3 separate regions of the Mus musculus genome follow, and regions 2 and 3 are each linked to region 1. A link is a contact called in public Hi-C data. All regions are on one chromosome and are shown on one strand. The core of a region is the stretch at or near the end of the contact, and the rest is flanking DNA. Distances in the headings are between cores, read along the strand shown. Region 1 has its middle 3.4 kb from the start of Gm26159. Region 2 has its middle 230 kb from the start of Rbfox1. Region 3 has its middle 280 kb from the start of Rbfox1.

What was found. A called contact is a pair of places that touch in the nucleus more often than the background predicts.
Region 2: a Hi-C map of cortical neurons shows a contact between it and region 1, with 5 times the contacts expected there. The contact joins two enhancer-like sites. A contact is called at or near these places in 5 of 39 promoter capture datasets (cranial neural crest, frontonasal cranial neural crest, hippocampal neurons and 2 more), 13 of 484 Hi-C or Micro-C datasets (cardiomyocytes, cerebellar granule neurons, cerebellum and 7 more) and 1 of 115 datasets of contacts at active chromatin or transcription factors (embryonic stem cells).
Region 3: a Hi-C map of stem cell-derived motor neurons shows a contact between it and region 1, with 4 times the contacts expected there. The contact joins two enhancer-like sites. A contact is called at or near these places in 4 of 39 promoter capture datasets (cranial neural crest, frontonasal cranial neural crest, maxillary cranial neural crest and 1 more), 1 of 15 datasets of contacts at CTCF or cohesin (stem cell-derived epiblast-like cells), 27 of 484 Hi-C or Micro-C datasets (Sertoli cells, cardiomyocytes, cerebellar granule neurons and 17 more) and 1 of 115 datasets of contacts at active chromatin or transcription factors (astrocytes).

What each region holds. Positions count from the first base shown.
Region 1 is chr16:8,331,989-8,335,141 of GRCm38.p6, reverse strand. No RefSeq gene overlaps it. Among named protein-coding and RNA genes, the nearest start is that of Gm26159, 3.4 kb to the left of the region's middle. Within about 2 kb of position 1,636, at least 51 of the 459 cell types and tissues checked have an H3K27ac peak or open chromatin away from gene starts, as enhancers often do. A contact at or near this core is called in cortical neurons, hippocampal neurons, muscle stem cells and 1 more, where this site is marked.
Region 2 is chr16:6,838,366-6,841,587 of GRCm38.p6, reverse strand. It overlaps a transcript of Rbfox1 not described here. Among named protein-coding and RNA genes, the nearest start is that of Rbfox1, 230 kb to the left of the region's middle. Within about 2 kb of position 1,792, at least 12 of the 459 cell types and tissues checked have an H3K27ac peak or open chromatin away from gene starts, as enhancers often do. A contact at or near this core is called in cortical neurons, hippocampal neurons and muscle stem cells, where this site is marked.
Region 3 is chr16:6,789,606-6,793,128 of GRCm38.p6, reverse strand. It overlaps a transcript of Rbfox1 not described here. Among named protein-coding and RNA genes, the nearest start is that of Rbfox1, 280 kb to the left of the region's middle. Within about 2 kb of position 1,303, at least 6 of the 459 cell types and tissues checked have an H3K27ac peak or open chromatin away from gene starts, as enhancers often do. A contact at or near this core is called in stem cell-derived motor neurons, where this site is marked.

The DNA of each region.
Region 1 (3,153 bases), core at 387-2,886:
AGCCTCTTCTTCTTTCCAAGGAGCTCCACTTGCTCTCATGCCTTCTGTTGTTTTGGGTGGGAGTTACTGTATCATGGGCAACCTACCAGAGGCTATAGCCCTGAAGAAAAGGACTTTTCCTATCACCAGCAACCATTAACTGCCAACAGCTCCTCAAATGGGAGTCATGGTCTCAGGAGCTACTTTCCAGCCTGTGCTGGAATACTGGCTGGACTCAGTGTTATCAAATCTTGTGAGTTTTTGAGTGGGACATACATGTACACATGTCCAGAAGATATAGCTTCACTGTCCTTATAAAGATTCTGAATCCTTCCTAAGGGAAACTTCCCCAATGCACAGGCTTACTTTGGAACATGGTCCTGCCTCTCTCTACTTTTTATGTATCCGTGTCCTTCCTCCTGGTCATTGCTGCCTGTCCAAATTGTTCTGGCACATCACAGCAGAAGGCAGACTTCCTATGGGGGATTCTTTAATATTCCCTCTATTTATTTTCAGAAAAAACAAACCACCTTTGTAGGCATGTTTCCATACTAACAATCATGCTCACATAGTACTCTGTATCAGATACACTTTGCCTTACTGGACTGTGAGCTCCTTAAGGACTGATGATCCACCGATGACATTTTCTGTTGACAATAATAGAACGCCAGTTTCTGTTTTCTTAGAAGATAGATGAAGGGCCTAGGGCCCAGGCCACCATCAGATGTATTTTCTCCTGGGCTTAGCTCTCTTTGCCTGATTTGCCTTTGCTTTCTTGCAGGTTCTACTCTAGGGGCAAGTGCAGCTGCCTTCTCCTCTGGTGAACTTAGCTCAGTTCCAAGGGTTACCTTGGAATGTTGATGCCCTGGAACCATTTTAGTGGATAAGAAAAGAGATGCTTTGAACATCTCCAACCCTGGCACTGAAGGTGATCTGAGCGGGCTCCAGGGACTTGCACAGCTCAGAAGCAAGAAAGTAGGTGGAAATTGGAGAGAGATTACTTAATACCTCAGGAGTTCATTCGGCTCATGTCCTTAACACACAGCACATAGGTAATTAGTAGACATCTATTGAGTAAACCTGTAATACAAACACCAGCTTTCTATTGCCTATTCAGATGAAGGAGTATAATACTCTGAATGGTGGACAGGACAGGGCAGATGTGTGACATTAAGCCCACAGTGTTTGGACTGGATATATGACAGGTGGGCTGTAGATGAAGCCCTGGCAGCGTTTCCTAGCACGTGCAGGGCTTGAGATGAATCCCCTGCACTCCAAAAGCCAAATAAGAGGTGCACGATCATTTGTTAATCTTTTTTACATCAGGGAAAATGTTTCAGATATTTGGAAAGTTACAAAAAAGATCTCAACCCTTTTGTTCATGGATGCTGCTGTGGTCCCTCTTGAGAGTCTGAAAGGGACAGACAGACTCTCAGGAACTGCTGCACCGTGCCCGTGCTTCTCATGGCAGTTCTCTGGCAGTTCTTGGGTCCTCAGGATCTCCAGATCGTACAGCTTTGTCTTAAGGGCACAGTGGGCTTTGTGCGATTCACAGTCCTTCATTGTTTTCCAAAATTTCCTCCTGGAACTACCCTGACTCAAGGCTAGAGGGCATTGTGTGACCACAGAGAAGCTGTATCCTCCTGGACTCTTCGGCTTTTCACACAAAAAGGCTTGCTCACAGCTCAGCTAACTAGTGAGCTCTTCCCGTTCCCAGGAGGGAACGAAGCCAGCCCCCTGTGAAGCAAAGGATGGGGACAGGGGGAGAAGAGCCACCAAAGTGTTTCCCTCATTTGTATGTTGATGAAATGTCTGCATTTCCCCTAGAGCTCAAGAGCCTGGTTTGGATTGATTTCGCAGCAAGGATCTTGGTGTGTAGGGATATGCTGCAGATGAGGCTCAGGGTCCCTGCCCTGCCTGCCTATGGCTTCCTGTGGGATTTGGGGGAGGCCCCTTCTCTTGACTGAATCTGAGTCTCAATGCTCTTATCTGTAAATCTCGACACTGGATTAGGTGCTCCCAGGATAGATGTGATGCATGAGGCTTCTCTGGAGTGAAGATTTCAGGAGTGGAGGAGAAGTGAGGAGGAAGAAGATTGCAACCAAAAGGAGACTAGATTTCAAATGCATCAGGAAATCCCACAAGGGTGTGGGCAAGACAAATGCAGCCAATGCATGTGAGACCGGGAAAAGGCCCTTTCAGAAGACTAAATCGTGTGCATATTAATGCAGTCTGCTTAATCCAAAGGGAAAGCAGCTGTGGGTAAACAGCCTTTAACACAGTCTCAGGGACCAGCAACTCTTGGTGTAACCCTCTTCCCTTAAGTGTAGACTCAGTCTAGTGACTCATTTCTGACTAGCAGCAAGAAACCGAGACCCTTAGCCCAACAGACCACTAAGAAATAAATCCTGCCAAGAGATTTCCCACCTGAGTGAGGTGAGGAATGGAGGCTTGTCCAGTTAAACCTTTGGATTAGACTTCAGACCTCTTTGACAGCTTGATTATAGACCCCGAGGGAAGCTGAGGCACCTACTAAGCCACGCCTGGATTCCTGACCCACTAAGTACTGACACATCAGGGCATTGTGTTATAGAACCATCGACAACTAACATGCTAAAACAGTGGCTTTCAAATAATTTGTTCTTTCTCTGTGTGTATGAACACACACATGTGCATATGTGTTTCTATGTGTGTGTGTGTGTGTGCGCACGTATGTGCATGTCTGGAACAGAGGACAGCTTCTATTATCATTCCTCAGTATATGATCTACCTACTGATTTTTGAGACAGGGTTTTGACAGACTCAAGACTTTCCAAGAAAGCTAGGCTAGCCAGTTAGCCCTGGGGATGCCCCTGTCTCCATCTCTTAGTGTTGGTATTACACTGTCATGTCCAACTTTTTCACATGGGCTCTGAGAATTGAATCAGGTTTTTACGCTTGTGCAGTGAATACTTTTCTGACTGAGCAATTTCATGGCCCTTCAGACTGTTCTCTTTCTTAGTAGTGTGAATTAGGGGGGTGTTATTTTAGACTATCTATCATCTATCTATCTATCTATCTATCTATCTATCTATCTATCTATCTATCTATCCTGTGTGTGTGTGTCTGTGTGTGTGTGTCTGTGTGTGTAACAGAGGATAGCCTCTATGTGCATGCATGGAGGGAGATCAGAGG
Region 2 (3,222 bases), core at 543-3,042, 1.5 Mb after region 1:
GAATTTCACTTATGTCCTTTATTGATCAAATGAAGCTACGATGTATATATTTGTTATCCCAGCAGAAGATAAGGGACTTTTGTAAGGCATTTTCACTAGGATACTATTTTTTCCCAATTACTTCACCAGTTAAATATTGTCACCTATAATAACAGACCACTACTTTTGTATGTTTATTTAATACCACGACTTAGACAAATAACTATATACATTTATCAATAAGACAGAAAAAGTGCATCGAAATCTACATTTGACCAGAGCAGCATTCTCAGTATATCTACACACACACACACACACACACACACACACACACACACACATCTGTTTTAAGCAAATAAAACACTCAGCTTTCATCTAAAATGTTCAAACCCAACATGAGAAATAAGGAGTTATTTGTACAGGAGACATATATGTATATGTATACACAGCCATCACTTCTCAGCACGCTGCTTTGTAATTAAATGAAATTCTACGCAGCTACAAGTGAGAGAGAATTTGCTCCATGCTTAAAACGACATTCCTAGATCTGCTCTTTACTCTGAATTCACCACCAATGTCTCAAAAAAAAGAGAGAGAAAGCAACATATTCCCCTACTCCACACATGCACATTGTACACGTACCCACATGTACGTGTGCGGACACACATACACACACATTTTTTTTTGTTTCCCTTCGCACGTGAAAATAAAATTGTAGCTCAGCACTAATGAAGCAAGTCTTGCCTAACTCCCACTGGAAAAGCCTGCACATGTACCGTAGCCATGCAAGATTATCCTGCATCGGCATAATCACCTTACACGAAATACGATTACTCTAGGCTGCAATTTTTATACCCGAAGTCAATTTATTAATCAGAGAAAGACAGAGAGAATGAGAGAGAGAGCGAGAGAGAGAGAGAGAGAGAAAGAGAGAGAGAGACTACCTACCCACAAATACATCATCATCTTGCAAGAGAAATCAAAGGCTCTGTCAGCAAACAGAAGTCTCCTCACTTCACCAAGAGTATCTGGAAGAAAAACTGAAAACCACTCGGTAGAGATTCTTGCCTTTTCCTGCCAAGTCCTCAGAGTCCCTCTTATTTCCTTACACCAGGTTTGCTATGATTGTTTATGAGTTTATCAGGACAGCATTCCTTCAGTGGCAACGTGTGTGGAGTGACTTGCTCCGGGCTGCTTGCTTCTCTCTCTCTCTCTCTCCCTCTCTCTCTCTCTCTCCTCTCTCTCTCTCCTCTCCTCCTCTCCCTCCCCTCTCCTCCTCCCTCCCCCTCTTTCCTTTCCCTTCCTAACTCTTGCCTTTTCTTCTCGCTCTAGTCAAGACTGCTTAGGTAAGAATTCTTGGGGTGGCTGTCTCATGAGCAAATCTAGTACTTCAGGCAGCAAGCATAGTGGGAACACAGACACTGTTGAGACCGCTAGTGGTGAGGGTGATAATGATAACAGTAACAATAAAAAATAATAATAACAATAATAGCCTGGTATGATCAGTAAAGGCAGGTGCTATAGCAAATCCTGACAGCGAGGAGGAGATTCCCAAAGTCCCTACTGGAGGAATTTACTGGAGGGTTGATCCTCAGAGGCAAGCATATCAGCACAGAGCTGGCGACTCGGAGATTTTTTTTTTAAGTCGAAGCTCCAGCTGCAGAGAAAAGAACATGTGCCTCTCCCGGCTTCCCCTTTATCTCTTTAAATGTACTTCAGATAAAAGCAGCATCCAGTTAGGTCAAGGCCTCCCCAGACTCATTCCTCTTCGCTCCACATGCTCAGCACACTTGTCTACAGCCATCTACCGGCTCCATCGTGTCACTGCGGGCTTAGAGACTGTGGGTCTTGCTTGCTGCAGCAGCTGCTGCCTGTCCATGTCTGCCTTGCTTGGCTCTCAGCTTGGGTTTGTATCGGAATCTGGGAGGGGGAAAGGAACAGATAGCCTTGGAAGCCTGTGTGCCAGTCTATCAAATCAAAAGAAAAGCCAACCCCCACCAGCAACAGTCAGCAAATGGAAAGCTCCGAAGACTTGCTGGCATGAATGTTTAGCCTTCTTAAACCAAGGGAAGGAATTGTGCACATGTTCCCAGCAGCACGGCTGATTTTGTTGCATGTGGAGAATGCAAGCATGCATGTGTATATGTGTTTAAGTGTGTGTACATATGTGTAAGTGTGCATTCTTCTATGTATGTCATGTAGGTATGCTTGTGTGTGTGTGTGTGTGTGTGTATGCTCGAGAGCGAGCGTGTGTGTGTGTTTGTGTGTGTGTCGCTGTGTGTGTGTTTATTACTTCTTTTCCCTCATCCTGTGCAATTACAGACCTGGAAAATTTTGCAGGGTGCATAAAACTTGATCATGTTGACAAGCTCTCCTTAGAAAATGCACAGGCTAGATGCACAGCTAAGATTTCCTGAAATTATCCAAAAAATTTTGCCCATGAATCAATTCCCCTTTATTAGTTGTTCTTTTTTAATCCATTTTAAATTGTATACTTTATCTTGAAAATTATCTCCATTACTGAAATGCATCGTGAAGGAGAGGACGGGGAATACAATTTGCCCAGCATATTAATTGATGCAGAACTCAATTATTGATATATGGATAAGGGAGAAATTAATATTAAAACACATGGTAGCCTTTAAGGGAAAGGGAGAAGATGAACTTGTGCTCTGAGTGGAGTCTTGGTCATTAGTCTCATCTTTATACATCATACAGAGGAAACCATGGAATTAAGTCTCTCATTCATTTATATTTCTCCTTAAAACTACATAAAGCAAAATGTCACCTAAATAATTAAAGTGCGTTAGCTAAATTGTGGAGTCATCTACAGAGCTGAGCAGGTGGTGAGGCACCTGTTAACGTATCCCATAGACAGGACCATCATGATGCATAATAGGCAAGGGGGTGGGAGGAGCAATGACCATGTCTTTTTGTAAAATAGTGACCAACAGAAGCACAGCAATGGAAACCACAAAGAAATGGCACTTAGACACAAAGTCCTCAGCTGGAAAATATGCAAATCATAGGGCTGGTGTGATGGAGCAGTCAGTGAAGTCCACAACTGGCTTTGCAAACCAGAGGATGTTGCTTGGATCCACAAAACCCACATAAAGAAACTCCTGGGTATGGAGGCGCACTCTTGTAATTTTTAGGCAGGGCATGCTCGGGGCTAATGAGTCAAAGATCACAATCATATCAGCATGATTCAGTTCAAACTGAGAGACCCTGTCTCAACAAAAG
Region 3 (3,523 bases), core at 54-2,553, 1.5 Mb after region 1:
TCAACTGTACACACTGTGACTGACAGTAGAGGAAGATGCAGGTCCCACCTGCAGGAAGCACCCATTCTCACAACAAGTCAGGGATCTTGTTCTTGGCACTGCAAGGTCTGAGCAGAGCTTGGAAAAGAGGAGTCATGAAATGAAAGCAGTGTCCTGCTCTTATCAAGGATCCTTAGGAAAGCCCGGTGATGAGAAAAATGGAACAACTTTCAGGTTGTGTCTGGTTGTAATTGGGCTCAGCTTCTTCAGATAGACTCACTCCAGACTCCAGGGGCAATACTATCTACATCAGAGGAAGTCCAGCAGCCAGGGTGTCCCAGCCTTTCCTGGAGACACTGTTGCTGTGCATTCAGGAGATACCACAAACTGTCAGTAAGAACCAGAGAAGCAGGGACAAAGCATAAGCTTTCTCTAACTCTGAGGCACAGGTGGACCAGTGCTCAGTGGTGGCAGGAATGTAAGGTTGGGTATAGAAGAAGGAAGAGTTGGTGCTTGCCTTGCTAGCTAAGGGTTGCAGGAGTAGAATGTCTGTTTGATGGGTCAGTCGGCACTTCCAAGGGACTAGAGACTCTCTTCCTCCATCCCTGTATAGAAATACCACAGCTGCAGAGACAGGCAAGGAGAGAATCTGTGGTGAGAGGTGTCAATATGTATAGATAAGGACCAAGTGTCAGAGGCAGGGAAACAGGGAGGAAAGTCAAGGCTTACTGATTTAGAAATATAAGCATCCTTTTCCTACTGAGTAACACAATTTCAAAAAGTCACTTAAATCTCTTTGTAAAACAAAGGCACACAGGTGAATCTACTACTTTAAGACAGCCTAGCAGTACTGTCTACTGTACAGTAGACAGCCTAACAGAACAGCGTAACAGAGCTGTGAAGGGACAAAAGCAACACCAGGCTGGAGACTGAAGTAAGCGTCCTCACATCCTGGGATGCAACAAAAAACTTCCTGCCTCCTCTTCTGCCTTGAACTCTGGCAATAGCTTGTAAAGAGCAGGCATCCCTAGTCTGCACAAAGGCCCTGTGTGGGCTTCTCCTGTCCCTGATATTCTCTTTGCACTGCCCCAAGGATCTGATTCAAATAGAGACTGGAGCATGCACTGGCGTCCCTTCATCTGGCTTTACCCACCCACCTAGGAAAAGGCTACCCAATACGTCCAAGTGTTGCAGGAAAACACTTGGACGAATCCAGAGCCCCCTTTCCAAGCTGGATACTTTTCTGCTTGGGTTTGTGAATCCCAGACCCAGGGCAGCATTAGGACGTGGATGCTGCAGTTTGAATCCCTACGTCGCCATCTGCTGGTCACTTCCTCTTAATACTGATGATCCTTAGGCACCTGCACTGGAGCCCAGCTTGAAGTCCCGAGGGCTAGACCACCTGATCCAGAGGACCAGTATTCTCCAGATCAGCACCTTCCCAAACATACGCCTTCTAGTCAACACCACTTAAACGCAGAGTCTAAAAGCACATGCCATTTCTTCTCAACCGGGAGCTTGGAAAAGACTAAGTTGCATTCCTTGGGACAAGTCTGTTTTTGCCTCTCCATGTGACCCTATGAACCCCACTGCTCTTTCCCCACCAGGCCTCATTTCCTTGTCCACCAAAGAAGTAGAATGAGGTGATTTTTAAGTGCATTTTCAATTTTGCTTTCTGTAACCTGGAAAACCTCCAAGCCCTTGCAAATGCCACTCTGGCTGAAGGCCAGTGTGAATTGGGAACAGTAGTCATGATCGCACCCTGGAATGGGCCTCACAGTAAGGACAGGAAGAGTGCTATCGGGGTAACGGCCAGGCCACAAGGCAAGGATGTGCAGCCATGCTCTAAGCTCTATGAATATCAGAAACAGAATCAGCAGAGCACACATCCAGTATCAACCAATCCCCTGAATACCAGCATGTGCCAGATGAGCAAGGATCTCCCAACATCTGCAGGAAGTTTTGCACGAGGGCTTATAATTATTGCCTATTATTAAAAAGTGAATGAGAGAGAAGCTATGGATTATAAATTCATGGTAGATTATGTTTTAATGTTCCCAAACAGAATAATAATTGCTAAAACTGCTTTGGGTATCAAGCTTCATTGCACTGAACTGAACTCCAAGAATTACTATTACTGTTATTATTATTATTTTAAAATCACTTATGGTACTGGGATGACATAATGTTACTATGGTATCCTCTGTCATGGAACTGTGCCCCACGTGCATTGAGGACCAAGGCAGGACATGAGTTCCAACACTATAAATTAAGGTGCGATTTGTAAATGCCTCATTAATATTTATTAAATGATGGTTAGATGCTCTTGCAATCCTTAATAAGATATTATAACCCATGTCATTAAAATGCACTAACAGCACATTCTTAGTGAGCCACACCATAGCCTGCTGTTAGGAGATGCCCAGCTTTTTATGATTTTCTTCCTAAATCCTTTCCTAAGATATGATGATCATGATGATAGAGAAACTTAAGTGGCTATCTGATCAAAATGTTCCCCCAGGAGGGAGGTGGATAAGAAGTCAAACTAAGGAGTCTTCCATACTTTCAATTCAGTTTCTAGAATCTCCAAATTTGATACTGTCGAAGGATATGAAGGATAAATATAAAAGTATAGTCTATGAAATCATCAAAGAATTAACAAAAAATATTATTCAAAAATAAGAACAACCCACCTATAGGGTTGCAGACCCCTTTAGCTGCTTAGGTACTTTATCTAGCTCCTCAATTGGGGGCCCTGTGTTCCATCCAATAGCTGACTGTGAGCATCCACTTCTGTGTTTGCCAGGCCCCGGCATAGCCTCACAAGAGACAGCTATATCAGGGTCCTTTCAGCAAAATCTTGCTGGTGTATGCAATGATGTCAGCGTTTGGAGGCTGATTATGAGATGGATCCCCAGGTATGGCAGTCTCTAGATGGTCCATCCTTTCGTCTCGGCTCCAAACTTTGTCTCTGTAACTCCTTCCATGGGTGTTTTGTTCCCAATTCTAAGAAGGGGCAAAGTGAGCTAAAGGGATCTGCAACCCTATAGGTGGAACAACAATATGAACTAACCAATACCTCTGGAGCTCGTGTCTCTAGCTGCATATGTATCAGAAGATGGCCTAGTATTGCATTGCTATGTGGCCTCCTTGAGCTGCTAAGAGGAGAGGGGATGAGAAGAAATGGAAAAGCGTCCTGAGGTCAGACAGACTGGGGCCCATCTCTAGCTTCTCTAGAAAAATGGCCTTCAACAAGTTACCTAACCTCTCTAGGCTCTGTTGGCTCATCATCTCTACTTGTGGATGAGCTTGTCTTCCTCAGAGAACTAGGAACTGTCAACAGAAAGGCTCCTGGTACATAACTGGAATAAGGTAAATGCTCAGTAAATGAATGTACTTTTGTTATTTTTATCCTCTTATCATACCATCTATAGTCATTGGGGTAAATATAATGTTGAACTTTCACTTATGTCTGTTCAAATAATCAGAAGACAATGGCCTTCAACACCAGATATGGGTACAGGATCTTAGAAGGTCTCAACTC